4 separate regions of the Sus scrofa genome follow, and all the other regions are linked to region 3. A link is a contact called in public HiChIP or PLAC-seq data. All regions are on one chromosome and are shown on one strand. The core of a region is the stretch at or near the end of the contact, and the rest is flanking DNA. Distances in the headings are between cores, read along the strand shown.

Region 1 (4,087 bases), core at 1,094-3,593, 270 kb before region 3:
AGAGGAATGTGTCTTGCCTCCTGGCACTGCCCTCTTGGCCAACCCTCCACTCGTGGAGGACATTTCTGAGACCAGGTTAGACTTTGAGACCAGGTTAGACTCACGCCAGTCCTCTGGCTGCAAACTGTCTGAGGACTTATAACCAGACTCCTGTGTCTGTCATTCAATACCTACGCCATCTGTCCCTGAGTTATATTCCCCACCTTCACCCTTAGACCCCTCCTCCACCATCAAGTACAAGTTTCTGGGTTTTCTACTCTATGACAGCCTGGGAACTCTTGAGTGGGGCTTGGGGCCTTCTTCTCAATGATTCTGCTGGGGTAACACTCCAAATACATGTGCTGTTTATTCAACTCAGGGCTTTGGGGAGACAAAAGAGTAGGGGGGCCCTCTGGGCTCTTCCCAGTATGCCAGCTCCATGTCTGCTGGCCAGAGCACTGTGCATCTGCAAACCCCACCCCACAGAGGACCTCATAAGTGCTTGTCACTGGGCACACAAGTTCAGGGGGTCATGGGCACTCTCTCGCGGTGGGCTGTGACATTTCAGGACGTCTCCATACGACAGACTGCTAGCTTTGGGCACCCAAGGCAGATCTGACCTGTTCTTCCCTTCCTCACCAGGACTTGAACAAAAGGGGAGTGGGCAGTTCCTGTTGTGGCTCAGCAGTAAAGAACCCAACTGGTATCCATGAGGATATGGGTTCGATCCCTGGCGCTGCTCAGTGGGGTAAGGATCTGGCATTGCCGTGAGCTCTGGTGTAGGTGGCAGATGTGGTTTGGATCCCAAGTGGCTGTGGTTGTGGTGTGGGCCAGCAGCTCCAACTCCAAGTCGACCCCTGTCCTGGGAACCTCTATATGCCATGGATATGGCCCTGAAAAGACAAAAACAAGCAAACAAACAAAAAACCAGAAGAGCAGGAGTTCCCATCGTGGCTTAGCGGAAACGAATCTGACATCCATGAGGACGTGGGTTCGATCCCTGGCCTCACTCAGTGGGTTAAGGATCTAGTGTTTCTGTGAGCTGTGGAGTAGGTCACAGACGCGGCTGAGATCCTGTGTTGCTGTGGCTCTGGTGTAGGCCAGGAGCTGTAGCTCCAATGCGACTCCCAGCCTGGGAACCTCTATATGCCACATGTGCGGCCCTGAAAAGACAAAAAAACAAAACAAAACAAAACAAAAAACCAAAAAACAAAAAATAAAAAACAACCCAGAAGAGCAGCAGCCTGTGTCTCAGCCAGGTTGTGGGTGGCCTGAGGGGAAGGTGAGGATACATGGCTGGAGGCTCACTGGCTGGGGTGAACACCAGCTCTCTGCTGTCCGTGCCACCTTGGACTAGGCACTCCACTCCCCTGCCCTCTACCTTTATATGCCAAGAGGAAGGCACAGACTGGGATCAATGCCTTCAATGAACCTGGCTCCAGAACAATGGCACCAACGGTAACCAGAACTCACATTGTTGTCATAGAAAGCGGTTGCCTGTGTCATCGCGTCAGAATCTAGAACAAAATAGGTGACAGGTGAGGGTCTCTGAGTGCTAGAAAGCATCTCTGCAAGTTTTTTTTTATCGAGAAGATGCACCCATGGAAGTCATATGTGTTACTGAACCAAGGAAAACCATGCTGGGTCAGACAGGACGACCCTAGAGGAAAATAATGAACATCTTTCACGTCTTTGTTGAGAATCTTTGGTTGTTCTGGTCTCTGACTCAGCTTTTCCCCTGGAATCCTATTATACAAATATCTCTAGTAGGGTAAAATGGGTTAAAATGATTTCTGTATAAGCTGCTGAGGGATCCCAAAGAGGGAGAGATGAACTTGGTCTAGGGATGGGGCAGGAGGTTAGAAAAGGAGGGGATATTTACATTGGGTTTCAAAGGATGAATAGAAGTTTTCTGAGAAGAGAAGCGAGAAAAGCATTCATTATAAAGACAGTAACATGTGAAATCTTATTTAAAAGGTAGTGAATGGGTTCAACTTGACTGGGGTATAGGGAGAAATAGGGGGAGATAAAGCCTCAGAGGGTGAAGAGCTAGAAGTTGGGAAGGCTGAGAAGCCTGGACACTGTCCTTACAGTTCACAGGGGCCCTAGAGGGGTGAAGTAACTTTTTCTGCAGCAGGTTCAAGGCACCTTGAACCTTGCCCTTTTCACCCCCAACCCCATTTCCTTCCCTTTCCATCTTCCTGTCTCTCTGACAATGACTTCAAGCAGGGCTCAGCTGAGTAAGTGAATGTTCAGAAATCCTTCTCAGAAAACAAAAAACAGAAACAAAACAGAAACCTGAGGATTTCACTACTCAAAGCACGGAGGGAAGAGACAGGCCCAGGCAAGAACCCAGTTGTAGCAGGGCTGGGCGGGTCTGGCCAGCTGACCGGAGCTGTCTGGGCTCCTGCTGAGGAGAGCAGCCCTGGGCTCCCCTTAAGCTTTGCTTTTCCTTTTGGGGGGAGAGGGGGGTGGGTGGAGGGAAGGAATCTCAGAGAAAATATTTGTCACGAAAAGGAAATCTTGGCTGGCCCCAGAAATCGCAGATAATTAAGAGATATGATTTATCACGGGTGATGCTTCCCAGGCATGGCCAGAGTGTGAGTAAGTGTTTTTCAGGCTGCTTGGGAAGGCTCTGCCCACACGTCAGAGGCTTGGCTCTGCCGTCGCCAGGACACCAGCAGGGCCTGGGCAGAGGCTCTGGGTCTCCACAGTGACTGCTCCCTGCGAGCCAGCCCTGCCCTGCCAGGGAGGTGGGGAGGATGCTGGCTCCCAAGCAGGACAGACCCAGGGTGCATGCCAGCCTCTGATAGAGCATTCAGCATCACTCAGCTTCACTGGGCCTCGCTTTCCGCCTTCAGAGGATGAACACAGAGGATCTCACCCCCTGGGGACACGGCAATGTCTGGAGACATGTTTTGGCAGTCACAGGGGGCAGGGGCACCCCTGGCATCTGGTGGGGAGAAGCCAGGCACGGTGACCACGCTCCCATGTAGAGGACAGCCCCCAGCAACCAAGAGGGATACAGCCCTGAACATCATGCGTGTCGAGGCCGAGTCAAAGCAGATAGAGACCTCAGAGCTGGTGAGATGAAGGTAGTCACGTGTCCACATGGCCCGATGTGGTGCCCGCACTGGTTCCATGGCAGTTTAAGAAGTGGTAGCAAAAGTCATTTCTCTTGGAAGGCATGGGCCACCAGGCTGGGGTCGGTCTGCAGGAGAGACACCACGTGGCATGAAAAGGAGGCCAACCAGGGCCTTCCCTCCCTGGAACCCCTCCCTCCCTCCCTTCTTCCCTCATTTTCAGACGTGCCTATGAGGCACCAGGAAAACCAGGAACGTGGGCTTTAGTAGTGCACAGAACAAAAAGGTCCCTGTCCTCACAGAACTTTCCTTCTAGTGCATTTCCCACAAATGAAGACATGACACTGTATCAAGTGGTAAATAGTTCCTACAAAGAACAAGAATGCCTTGACTGGAAATTTTAGCTTTGGCGTTTTGTTGCTCCGTGTCCTGAAAATGACTCGGCGAGGCCTCTGATTTGTCCATCTCCTGCTTTGATTTCTCAGATCCCACCCATCCTTTCAGAAAAATAACAAGTTATTGTTGCAGAGGTCCCTGCATTTTCCAGCTGCGCTTTTGTAAGAAGCACTTTCCCCAAATAAAACAGTCGAGCAAATAAAAGCTATGTCAAGTGGTAAACAATAAAGAAGAAGAAAGCGTGGTGGAGGGTCTGGACAGTGTGGGTGGGGGGCTGTATGTGCCATGGCAGGAGGTGAGGGCAAGGCCCTCTGATAGGGTGGCCTTCTGATAGGGTGGCGTGTGAGCAGAGCGCTGGAGGAAGCCAGGGCGGGTGTCCAGCAGAGTCAGCATCCTCCGCTGATCTGGAGCGCCTCTCCTGTCCCCAGGGCGGCTGACAGCCCTTCTCGGATGACCCAGCCGTTGTTGGCAGGGGTGAGGGTCCCAGCCAGCTCCCCAGGTTGGAGCCACACAGGGAGGTCAGTGGGATCAGCTCGGCCTGACGGCCCGCCCTGCGGCTGGCCAAGAGGGTGTTTGCAGAAGGAAGGGTGAGGGTTTTAGTTGATTAGGGTCCATGTGCTCAGGCCCTG
Region 2 (4,169 bases), core at 1,624-4,123, 490 kb after region 3:
ACTGGTCAGAACTCGTCAATACCCCACCTAACTTCAAGAAGACTGGAATATGAAGTCCTCCTAGGTATACATGAAGGAGAGATGAGACAAAGCATGCAAACAGAAGTGGCCACCACAAATTTTTAAAATCACAGGAAGAAATAAAAAAAAACAGTGGCAGTTACCTCTGGTTTCCATTTACATAATTGGTACAACTGAACTTAGGTCTATTTTTATTTATACAGAGAGCAGCCTCAATTAGAAAGTTTTTAACCACTGCTCACTGGGGTCTCCGTCTCTGTTGGCTAGTTTTAAGATGGAATTGTTCAGTGCAATAAGTATAGGCCACCAAGACTGAGACCAGGAACTGGTTGTTCCTGGAAGCCAGAGGAAAATCTGAAACCAAACCGTACCTGGGAGGGTCATGCTATTTACTGGCAATAAGTGGTTTTGTGTCATATTTAAATTTTAACCTCTTAAATAGTTTTCCCAAGAAGCTATCTGATTCAATAAATCATACAAAAAAAGCTGAAAAGAGAACAAGAGTAATAAACAGCAAACTGGGAAATTTTTGCTGAAAGGCAAACTAGGAAAAGCAATTTTTAAACTTCTTTTGAATGAGACTATGCAACTATATTCTTGGAAGTGACCTATATCCTTCTGAGTGTGAATTATACTTCACAATTATAAGGGTAAGAAAAACTGTGAACTGGACAGCTATGACAAATACATTGAAATGTTATCATCAATGCATGTAATAGATTCCTCATTTTAAATTTAAACATAAAGAGAAAGGAATTTAATAAAAACCAATTTCTCTCCTCTTCCACTAGAATAAATCATTCAATATTTTGAACAATGATAGGAGTAAATGTCAAATTAGTTGTCTGGGGCACCCACATCTCAACCCAAGCCTAGACAACATTATAGCTTTGAGAGAAGCAGAGCTAATTCTTTTTTTTCCTTTTATTGACATATAGCTGACTTATAATGTGTTAATTTCTTCTATACAGAAAAATGATTCAATTATATATACATCCTTTTAAAAAATATTCTTTTCTATTATGGTTTATCATAGAATATTGAATAAACGTCCCTGTGCTATACAGTAGGATCTTGTTGTTCATCTATTCTGTATGTAACAGTTTGCACCTGATAATCTCATACTCCCATCCCTCCCCCCTCTTCCCTCCCCTTTGGCAAGCACAAATCTGTTCTCTATGTCTACGAACCTGTTTCTGTTTCATAGATAAGTTCATTTGCGTCATATTTTAGATTCCCCATAAAAGTGGTACCATATGGTATTTGCCTTTCTCTTTCTGACTTACTTCATTTAGTAATCTCTAGGTCCATCCATGTTGCTGCAAAGGGCATTAATTTATTCTTTTTTATGGCCTATTAGTATTCTGGTGTGTGTGTGTGTGTGTGTGTGTGTGTGTGTGTGTGTGTGTGTGTGTGTGTGTGTGTGTGTGTGTGTATCACATCTTCTCTATCCATTTATCTGTCAATGGACACTAGATTGTTCCCATGTCTTGCCTATTGTAAATAGTGCTGCTATCTATGAACATAAGGGTACATGTGTCTTTTTGAATTACAGGTTTGTCTGGGTTTATGTCCAGGAGTGGGATCGCTAGATCATCTGTCAACTCTATTTTTAGTTTTTAAAGGAATCTCAGTACTGTTCTCCAAAGGGCTTCACTAGTTTACATTCTTATCAACATTGTGAAAGGGTTCCCTTTTCTCCATATCCTCTACAGCATCTATTATTTGCAGACTTTTTTTTGGGGGGGGGGGGCTGCACCTGTGGCATATGGCAGTTCCCAGGCTAGGGGTCAAATCGGAGCTGCAGCTGCCGGCCTGTGCCACAGCCACCACAACAACACCAGATCCGAGCCGTATATGCAACCTACACAGCAGCTTGCAGCAATGCCAGATCCTTAACCCACTGAGCGAGGCCAGGGATTGAACCTGCAACCTCATGAATACCAGTAAAGTTCTTAACCTGCTGATCCACAATGGGAACTCCTGAAGACTTTTCAGTGAGGGCCATTCTGAATGATGTGAGGTGGTACCTCATTGTAGTCTTGATTTTCATTTCTCTACTAATTAGAGGTGATGAGCATCTTTTCAGGTGTCTATTGGCCATTTGTATGTCTTCTTTGGAGAAACATCTACTTCAGCTCTTTCTATTGGTAAAAGAAGGCATCTTGATGTAGGCAAAGACATTGAACTTGGATACAACAGTATATAAGCAGTGGCATAGCAAGTTGCTTGTCGATTTAGATACTCTATTAAACTAGCAAATAGCAATAATACTGTTTATTACATAAGCTACCATATATATAGTATCTAGTATAAGCCTACTTGATAGATAAAAGATCTTTAGTGCCTACTTTAAGTTGATTAACGACTGCTGTATCAGGCAGGAAGTTTGAACTTGAGCCAAGCCAATATCAACATGAAGTGGGTCAATTCAATAAAATGTGCCTCAGTTTTCCTTTCTCCAAAATACCTGCTTCTGCCTTCAAAACAGAACTACAGAGGTAACTAAAATAAAAGGAAGGCCTTTGAACCCTTGGAGAAGAGATACCAGAGAAATCTAAACTCTTATTACTTGTCTTTGCTAAGTAATACTAGGGATTTTCCCCACCAGGAAATAGTTCTCCACTCCTAAGAAAGCATATTGTCCATATCAGGCAAATGCTACAGTGCTGACCTATTTACCAGTGTCAAATATAATCTTGGCAATGCTTTTAGTTAACTGAGTTCATTATGCTTAAGGACACAGAGTCAGGTGAACAGGGAAATACCAAGAGGGCCTCCTCCTGCATGCTACATATGGGAGTGACTGGACAGGTTTGGGGCGCTGACTCGTCAGCAACAAAAGAGAATTAAACCAAACCTTCCTGTTTAGTTGTCATGCTATTCTGACACTCCTGGGATTTCCCATTTTCTATTCTACCACCCAATGGCAGAGTCCTTCTTTCCTAGAGAACACGGATCCAAGCCCTCCTTTCTTGGTTACTTATACTTGGCACTTGACTGACAGGCATTCCAACTGCTGCCATTTTAGAGCCAACAATTGGAATTTCACTCAGATTAAAAAAAAAAAAAATTACTTCTACAATAGGAGTGAAACACTCATGGAAATTTGGCTTTGAACTGATTTAGAGCCTACTTTGGCAAAGGAGGAAAAATACATTTTCACAGTTGCTTCAAATGGTAGCAAACCTCCACATAGGTCCACAGCCTGAAAGAGGCAGCTCGTAAAACCTTAGAAAACTTGTCAGTAAAACAAATTTTATTTCTCTGGGACCAATCCCTCCTGAAAATACCATGCCAGGTCCTTGATGGAATTCTAAACAATGAGCACACCACCAAAAAAACACAAATCCTTGTCTTCAAAGAAAATGAAGTCTTTGAGCAGCACTGTCTCATTAATCCTCATGATAAATATATAAGGAAGTCAAGAACAGTCATTACGTTTTTCCCATTCTGCAGATTTTGTGGGCTCCAACACTTGCCTAGGGTAACAGGAAATATTTGTGGCACAGCCCAGCCTTCAGGTCTGGCCAGACTCCTGGGAAATTACTGCTTTCTCATAGGTTCTTGTATCATCATATGGTCACTCTCTTATTCACACACTGGGCAAACATTCACTGAATGCTGACTCCACGCCAGGCATTGAGCTATGTGCCAGTATAGGAAACTGATTAAGGAAAGGTCCTGCCCCAGAAAAATGTACAGTCTAAGAGAAGGCCGGACGTAAGTAGAAAATTACAAGATCCAAGAATTATAAGCAATATAGCTGAGTGCTTAAGAGCATGGCTGGTGCAAAGGAGATCTAGGAGACCTGGGTTCAAATTCCTGCTCAGTCTCACATTTGCATTTTCCTATGGCACTTATCTCCTTCTAAGGTACTATATAATTTACCTCTATAAGGACAAGTATCTTTTGGCTGTTTGTTCAGGGATGTGTCTTCAGGGGCCTGGCACATAATTGGTGTTGAATAAACATCTGTTGAATGAATAAATTCACTATATGACCCTGGGAAATTTATCTTCTTTGAGCCTCAGGTTCCTCATCTGTAATACAGGGGTTGTCAGGGGGACTGTGCTAAATAACATACACCAGTGCTCAGCACAGAGACTAAGCCTTAAGAAACAAAGTGGCCACAATGGTTAAATATT
Region 3 (4,220 bases), core at 1,008-3,507:
TGAAGCTACACTATGGGACCTGACATCTTTTTTTTTTTTTTTTTTGTCTTTTTGCCTTTTTGAGGGCTGCTCCCGCAGCATATGGAGTTTTCCAGGCTAGGGGTCGAATCAGAGCTATAGCCGCTGGCCTATGCCAGAGCCACAGCAACACGGGGATCCGAGCCGCGTCTGTGACCTACACCACAGCTCATGGCAACACCGGATCCTTAACCCACTGAGCAAGGCCAGGGATCGAACCCGAAGCCTCATGGTTCCTAGTCGGATGCGTTAACTACTGCGCTACGACGGGAACTCCGAGACCTGACATCCTTATGGTCATGTCTACCCAAAGGCCAGGGGACACAGTCGTCAGCTGAAATGTTAGGTCCAAAATATTGGAAGAGCTCAGCTTGACAGTTCTGGGGGGATTTAAAAAGCTCAAGGAGAAAGAAAAAAAAAAGTAGGTAGATTTAATTCAATTCAACAACTGTATGTGAGCATTTACTATGTGTCTGACATTTTTCTAGGGACATGGGATATACCAGTGAACAGGGAAAAAAGTCTTCGCTCATGGAGCTTACGTGCTGGAGGAGGAGACAGATAGTCAATAAACGTCACATCACCAAACAGTATGTTCCAAGTTGGTAACTGCTGTGGAAGCGAAAAAACATTGAGCGTGGGAAGGGCGTGGGGGATGTTGGGAAATAGGCTGCAGAATTAAACAGGTGGTCAAGTTCAGTGTCATTAAGAGGAGGCGCTCAAAAGCAAAGACATGAGGAAGGCAATGAAGTTAGCCTAGAGGTTCTGCAGGAGAAGGATTCCAGAGAGATAGAGGAGTTCCCTGAAAGAGGCAAGCCAGGAGTGTGCCAGACAGCAAGGAAGTCAGCGAGGCTATAGCGAAGTGAGTAATGTGGGGAAAGCCTGAGACTCAGAGACAAGGGATAAGGGGAGGTCCTGTAAGGTCTTTGAGGCCACTGTGAAATTGCTGTCAGGATACAATACTACGAAGTCTGAATGCCTAGGGAACTTGCATAGCTCAGATAGGGAAAAAATAGGGAGAAATAACAAAATCACAGTCCCTGCCTTCAAGAAGCTCACTGTGTGGTGGGAAAAGTACGTAAGTGTACATATAAGAATAATACACGTAATAAGTAGATAATGCAGTAGACAAAGACTGTGATGTCAGGGGGGAAAGGAAAATCTATGAGCCTATTTGGAGGAATCACAGAAGACTCCTTAGAGGAAAAGCATCCTACCCGAGCCAATGGGTTCAAGACAAGGATAAGATCGATGTACATTTTACATTACAGATGTGCTTGAGGACACTGGGGCTCCTAGGAGGTAGGTGGCTTGCTCCAATCACCCAGCACTCAGCCTCTAGTCCAGGCTACTTCCTACTTCAGAGCAGTCACCTCGCCCACATGCAGACGCAGTGGGAGTTCTGTTTGAAGTGACTCTTCCCTTCTAGGCCAGGGAATAAAGAGCTGTTGCTGAGCCTACCCTCCCTGCTTCTGACATTACTAGCTGCACGCAGTGGGAGCATCTCTCAATAGATACGCCCCCTTCAATAAAATCTAGACTGTGGACATTGTACAGATGACCCTGTGCAAATGAATTTCCCATGCTGGTAAATCCTAGAGCAGAACAAGGAAGATCTAAAATCAAACAAAAAAATATGTGAGTAATCTAATAAAGGATTCACTGGAAATTTAAGGTCTTCCAGGTCAGTAAACCAGAACATTGAAGTGTATTCTTAGTCGAGCAGAAAGTTTGCAAAAGTTGGTATTAGGCAGACCTGGGTTCATATCCAGGTTCAATCATTTGTTAGCTATGTGACCATGGGCCTGTTTTGCTTCTCTGTTACATGAGATCATAATATTTGCCTTTCCTATCACCTCCCAGCTCTCTTCTGAGGAGCATGGCTATGAAAGCATGCGGTAAACTGTAAAGTGCTGTACCCATGTTGCATGTCTCCATTCTAGAGGGGACATTTAAAAAAAACCAAAACTTGATTGGCTCATTTGATCAACATGACAAGTTTTTGCAATCTTTTTGAGTCCACAGCCTCTTTGTATGAGAAACTTAAAATCTCACAGAACTTCTTGCTAAAGCCTTCATGTTACAATTGATCAAAAAAGGACCCATTTACAACTGCATGGCAAAGTAGAGGCGAATCTGGGCTCGGATCCCCTGACTCATCTTTCAGGTCTCTTTCAAATAGACTACACAATGTGACTGATAGATCATGTGAGTGAAGGTTCTTCCTGCTCTGGCTGAGTCAGAGAGACAGGAAGTATTATTTCCTCCTGGGGCTCTTTCACTGGTAGCACCTTGCATTTCCTTCCACACCAAGTACTTGCCCTGCTTTTAAAAGCATTTCTTTTTTTTCATAAAACACAATTTATCAAGCACCTATTGGGTACTAGACTGACATAAGAGCTTTCATGAAAACTGCTCTCTTTAATTCTCTCAGTAACCCAGTGAGTTGTTAGTACTACCATTTTGCAGATGAGAAAACTAAGGCTCTGGGAGCTGGAGTGTCTCTCCCAAGATCATATGTTGGAGGCAGCAAAGGTGAGTCGGAACCCACCTCTGAAGGCACCATGCCTCACTGTCTTCCCACTTTACCTACACTGTATATGCCACTTTCCCTTTTAGCCTCTGGCAGAAGCTGGAAGTCTGGATAAGAAAAAATCTAATTAAAGAAAGCAATTGAAAAAAAAATAGACTTGAGGAGTAGAATTAACATCACAAATTAGATGTTGGGGATGACCTGATTTTTTCTTACAAATTATAAAAAATAGAGCTAACGATATTCTCCACATACACAGTCACTTTCATCTAATGCAGTTTCACAAGTACGATGCAGATGAATCATAGGTAGGATTTACGAGTGAGTCTAATATGTAGCAATGTGGGAGGGCCTATTAGAGATAGTGTCTATGTCATAACAGAGGCACTGAAATCAGAACTGCTTAAATCAGAGAACAGTTGGCAGATGTGAAGGAATTTTTTTTTTTTTTTTACTATTGTAAATATATCCAAGTATAAAGAAAAGAGTGAAAATCACCCAAGCTCAGCTATCTAGAAGCAATCACTCCTGATATTGTAGTACAGTTTTTCCTTTTTTGTCCTCAAACTTCGCTTTTTGAAAATATTAGGCAAAATTAGGCTGTACGTAAATGTATATATTTTGCTTTTGCACTTGGTGGTATTAGTATTATTTACTACGATATAAAACACACTTCAAAAATAATATTTAGTGGATAAATCATATTCCATTACTGGAATGAAAGAAAAACATATCAAAGAAATACCCTGGAGGGGTGAAAAATGAGGACAAAAACCAAATGTGGAAAAAGAAAAGGTGATATGGGTTCCAGGTTTTTGAAGCAAAAGATAAGGTCTTTGTGAGAGAAGATGGAATGAACTCTCTCATTTCAGGATCTCCGGCCTCCCCAGTTCTAGTTAACATTCTTGTGGTAACGGTTTGGTTGACTCAAACTGGCTGGGTGCCACAGTCTAGGGGTTGGTTAACTTTTTCTGTAAAGAGCCAGATAGTGAATAGCTTAGGTTTTGAGAGTTGTATGCTCTCTGTTGCAATCACTCGACTCTGCCATTGTAGCAAGAAAACAGCAATATATGATATATACACAAATGAGCCTGGCTGTATTCCCATAAAATATTATTTACAAAAATAGGCAATGGGTGGGATTTGGTCCTCGCAAGGGGATTTTTTTTTTAATTAGTCTTAGTCTGGGCTGGGCTCTGTGTAGACCTGTATAGATACAGAGCAGGATAAAACTTTGTCTTTACCATCAAGGAATGGGGAAAGATAAGAAAAAGGATTATTGCAATGCAGCATATCAAGAGCAATAAACAAGAGAGCAAAGAGAAAGAAGCCAAGTGGTCTCCTCTGAGCAATGAGGAAGGCTTCACAAATGGAAGGATGTCTAGGCTGGGTTTTGCAGAGTGGGAATTCATGTACATATGTCCATTCTGTTGGTTGCTTGTTGGATTTCTTCTCCAAAAGGTTTGGGTGTGTCTCCATGGAAGACATCCTGGGCCGGGCCCAGGCCAGTAAAATTTCCCAGGAAGCTGGTGTGCACTTTCCAGAAGAAACTTCAGTAAACTATTGCCCTGGCTTATTTTTCACCCTTACCTGATCAACCTATGAAAACAGCTGGTACTTCTTTGAAATCCTTCTGTGTTGTATTTATTTGGTGTGTAGACATGTTATA
Region 4 (4,126 bases), core at 775-3,274, 320 kb before region 3:
GGGTCCTGCAAGGGGCCTGGGTCCACGGCTCGGAGGTGCTGGACACAGGCAAGGTGTTTCATAGATGATTTACGTTTTACCTTAGTGATGATGAGGCTGGTTTGCCTTCCATTCCACATTTAATCTAAGGCTGTGTAACATAAATACAGCAGTCCTTTGCATTCTCCTGTTTTCTTCTGCCACGTGGCTGTAGGGATGGTCAGGCCCCAATGGAGAAGCTCTCACGAGGTCCGTGGGTCCTTGTCTGTAGGTCTTGAGACTCTCAGTGTGGTTTATAAGTGGTCAAGAAGGCCGTTCACATAGAGCTGTTGTCGAAGGGCGGGGGCTGGGGTGGGGGGAATGTGTGGTGAGGGACTGGGGGCGGGGCTGGAAATAGTGTATGGAATTCAGGTGGTGTCTGTCAACCCTGTGGTCCTAGCAACCCTACCTAAGGGACCGATGGGATGGGGGTGGTGTTCCAGCGCACAGACCTGTGGAAGAGCCGTCACTATAGCTGTTAAAAGTCATGGTCAAATAGCCGTGTGCATGTGGGGAACACCGAGGCATATCATTTGGAAGGCTGGGAAGAATGGGGAGGGTCTCTACAGACTGGCTTAGAAGGCGGTCCAAGGTATACTTTAAAGTGAAAACCGAAATCAGGCTAAGAACGTTCTGTAGAGTGCAATTCCATTTTTTGGTGTAAAGAAAATTATATATGTTGTCAAGTCCTAGAGAAACACCTGGAAGAAGGTGTGCACTTAACTCTTAAAAGCGCCAACCTTGCAGGGCGGAGAGAGGGTGGGAGGTTGGTTTTTAAAAAATGTCATGGACTATATATTTTCCACTTTCTTTCATTCTAGATATTTTCTGTAGATCTCTTTTTCTTTTTCTTTATGTGTTTATATATATATAGTCTTTTTAGGGCCGTACCTGTGGCATTTGGAGGTTCCCAGGATAGGGGTCGAATCGGAGCTGTAGCAGCCCACCTACACCACAGCCACAGCAACATGGGGTCCGAGCCACGTCTGTGACCTACACCACAGCTCGCAGCAACACCAGACCCTTAACCCACTGAGCGAGGCCGAGGATGGAACGTGTGTCCTCATAGATACTTGTCAGATTAACGAATCCACTGAGCCACGACAGGAATGCCAATGTTTCTATATTGTTTAAATTAAGGTGTATTGCTCTTGTAAATAAAACCAAGGCTTTCTAAAAAGGAATCCTAGGAGTTCCCTGGTGGCCTAGCTGTTAAGAATTTGGCAGTTGTCACCGCTGTGGCAAGGGTTCAAACCCTGGCTGGGGAATTTGCTCATGCCATAGGCATGGTCAAGAAAATAAGTAATAAAAATTTTTTTTAAATAAAAAGGAACCATACATAGTATGCACCTCTTTCTTTTTTTCTCTTAATAATAGGTTTCAACAGTATAAAACTAATACATCATCGTATAAATTTAAAAAGCATAAAAAGTTATACAATGAATAGTAGGTCTGCTCACCACCCCACTCCCCAGAATTTCTGTGCAGATCCAACCATGTATATGACAAAATGTCTTTTTAAAACCACTCATGTACAAATGTGAGCCCACAGTGTTCTGCACTCTGTTTTCTTTAACTTCCTAATATATCATGTGGCGTTTTTTCCTATAATGACATATGCAGATTATCATACGGTGGTTCCATGATTTACTTACCAGACATTTAGGTTATTTTTTCCTATTACAAACAGTGCTGTAAATGATGTATGTGGTACATACATATAACAGGATGGTAAAATGAGGCTCTTTTAGTCTCCGTGTCTGACTGAGGCTCCAAATCCCTAGAAACAACACAGTCAGTCCTAAATGTCTCCCAGCTCCCCAGTCCTAAATGAGGTGCTAGCCCACCTAGGCAGGCCCTGCTGAGACTGCGCAGCCAGACCTGCCAGCATGGACCATCCCCTGACTCCAGCCTTCAGGAAGTGGCAGAGATGACAGGGAGAGGCTGGGAAGGGTTTGGAGGGTGTTGTCAGGGTGTGTCCTGTCCCTCCCCACCCTCATCTCCGGTGAAAGTGAAACTTGGACTAAGTCGAGTGAGAAAGGCTTGGAGGGGACTCTGGAAGAACGTGCATTGGTCTCTGGGACCTGAGTTCACAAGCATAAAACCCAGGAGGCTGGGCTGGGTAGGGCTTAGGGCTTAACCCTTCAGCCAGCAAAGGCTAGAAGCACCTATATAATGCGCATTTAAAAAAAGGACCAGAGGGAGTTCCTGTCGAGGCTCAGTGGTAAGGAATCTGACTAGGATCCATGAGCACACGGGTTCTATCCGTGGCTTTGCTCAGTGGGTTAAGGATCCGGCATTGCTGTGAGCTGTGGTGTAGGTCGCAGATGTGGCTTGGATCCTGTGTTGCTGTGGCTGTGGCATAGGCCGGCAGCTGCAGCTCTAATTCCACTCATAGCCTGGAAACGTCCATACGCTGTGGGTGTGACCTTCAAAAGGCAGTCGATCAATCAATCAATCAACAGATTTAAAAAGTAACAGAAGGAGAGACTCAGAGACTGGAGCCACTTGAAAGACTTTTCCCAGCAGGCTTTCAGAAAGAACTGAAGAACTGTTGGATGCCCAGGACCTAAGGCAGAAATTAAAGGTAGCACAAAGGAGGAAGCCTAATTAGCTTCTTTCAAGGCAAGTTTTCAAGGGTGGGATTTCTGGGAGACCTGCACCAGCCACCCAGCCCAGAGGGCAGCAGTACCAGGCAAGTGAAAGCCCATCCCTTCCTCTGTTCCCTCATCTAGTCCATCCTGAGGAGGTAGTGAGGTGAGGAGGAGGGAGTGATGTGGAAGAGAATAGACAGCCCTGCTTCTCTCCCCCACAACTGGCATCCACGCTTGAAGCAGAGCAGCTGAGGAAGGGTCGGAGATGATGATGAAGTTGGGATGAAATTTATTCAGAGTTTTGGTAAATACACTGAAGTGTGCTTTGAAATTGCAGAGACATTCTGTGAATTAGAGGACCAGGTAAATGAGTTCGAAGGGTGAGAAAAAAACACTTGCATTCTATCTGCCCCTCACTCGGTCCAGCTCATTTGATACCTTCTGTGAACGTGTGTGATTTTATATATAGCATAAATTTCTATAAGTGGAATTTCTGTGCAAATAGTATGCTTTTAGTTTTGATAGATGTAGTCAAATCGTCCTCCAAATAATTTATTCCCATATACATTTTCCCGGGGATGAACGTTAAAGTGGCGTTTTCCTGACACAACTTTTCTGTAAGTTTCAAACATTCTAGTCTTTGCTACTCTACTAGGTCAAAGAAAAATTATATTTCATATATAGAGATATTTTCATTATGAGAGAAATTAAGATAATTGTATCTCTTTTTCTGTGAACACCATTGCAAACGTCTCTTTCTATCCATTTTCCCCCATTGAATTGTCTTTTTCTTATTAATTTGTCAGAACTCTTTACATATTAAGGCATTAACCCCTGGCCTATCATGTATGTTACAGATATTCGTCCACATGTGTTATTTACCTTTTGTTGTAGGTTACTGTGCACTAATGAACTTTCAAGTGTGTGGATGCTATTGTATAAAATGAGTATAAATTTACCCTAGAGTGCTCCTAAATAAATAGATTTTTTTGCTTTAATATTTTCTCCATAAATAGATGCTACAAAATAAAACCACAGCTGGAAAGGGATGGACCTTGAGGTCAAGAGTTTGGGACCTACTATTATAGGCTCTACTGGTTCTCCCTAACTTGTGCCATCCAGAGCTGAGCCCAGTCTTCCTGGGTTCAAGTTCAGTGTGTATGTTTCTTGTGAATCATTAATCATTTCTAATTCCTTATGAAACACAAGCAACAGCATTTCAAGGTGGGGCTAACAAAAAGGAAGTGGAATGTCTCTCTTCCTCTCTCCCTTTCTCCCTTCTCCCTTTGCACACTTCCCTTCCTCCTTTGCTTTTCTCTCTTCTCTGGCCTCCTAAAGGGGAGACAGAAAGCAGGGAGAACCAGTGGGAAGGGAAGGTAACCAAGAGGGAAGGCTGTTGAGATTAAGCCTTCCAGGCCCTTCACCTCTAGCCCCACCTTTCCTCCTCTCTGTCCCCCACACCCCACCTCTCCATCCCCCCAGTCCACTGGCTCTGCTCTGCTGGGGCAGCCCTC

Evidence for each region. HiChIP or PLAC-seq counts read pairs in DNA pulled down with a chosen protein or histone mark.
Region 1: an H3K27ac HiChIP or PLAC-seq map of alveolar macrophages shows a contact between it and region 3. The contact joins two enhancer-like sites. A contact is called at or near these places in 1 of 47 Hi-C or Micro-C datasets (embryonic fibroblasts) and 1 of 2 datasets of contacts at active chromatin or transcription factors (alveolar macrophages).
Region 2: a contact with region 3 is called in an H3K27ac HiChIP or PLAC-seq map of alveolar macrophages. The contact joins two enhancer-like sites. A contact is called at or near these places in 1 of 47 Hi-C or Micro-C datasets (embryonic fibroblasts) and 1 of 2 datasets of contacts at active chromatin or transcription factors (alveolar macrophages).
Region 4: a contact with region 3 is called in an H3K27ac HiChIP or PLAC-seq map of alveolar macrophages. The contact joins two enhancer-like sites. A contact is called at or near these places in 2 of 2 datasets of contacts at active chromatin or transcription factors (alveolar macrophages and skeletal muscle).

What each region holds. Positions count from the first base shown.
Region 1 is chr1:248,820,283-248,824,369 of Sscrofa11.1, forward strand. No RefSeq gene overlaps it. Among named protein-coding and RNA genes, the nearest start is that of KLF4, 210 kb to the left of the region's middle. Within about 2 kb of position 2,344, at least 35 of the 83 cell types and tissues checked have an H3K27ac peak or open chromatin away from gene starts, as enhancers often do. A contact at or near this core is called in alveolar macrophages, where this site is marked.
Region 2 is chr1:249,572,743-249,576,911 of Sscrofa11.1, forward strand. No RefSeq gene overlaps it. Among named protein-coding and RNA genes, the nearest start is that of TRNAE-UUC, 38 kb to the left of the region's middle. Within about 2 kb of position 2,874, at least 5 of the 83 cell types and tissues checked have an H3K27ac peak or open chromatin away from gene starts, as enhancers often do. A contact at or near this core is called in alveolar macrophages, where this site is marked.
Region 3 is chr1:249,088,099-249,092,318 of Sscrofa11.1, forward strand. No RefSeq gene overlaps it. Among named protein-coding and RNA genes, the nearest start is that of TRNAE-UUC, 450 kb to the right of the region's middle. Within about 2 kb of position 2,258, at least 8 of the 83 cell types and tissues checked have an H3K27ac peak or open chromatin away from gene starts, as enhancers often do. A contact at or near this core is called in alveolar macrophages, where this site is marked.
Region 4 is chr1:248,772,032-248,776,157 of Sscrofa11.1, forward strand. No RefSeq gene overlaps it. Among named protein-coding and RNA genes, the nearest start is that of KLF4, 160 kb to the left of the region's middle. Within about 2 kb of position 2,025, at least 7 of the 83 cell types and tissues checked have an H3K27ac peak or open chromatin away from gene starts, as enhancers often do. A contact at or near this core is called in alveolar macrophages, where this site is marked.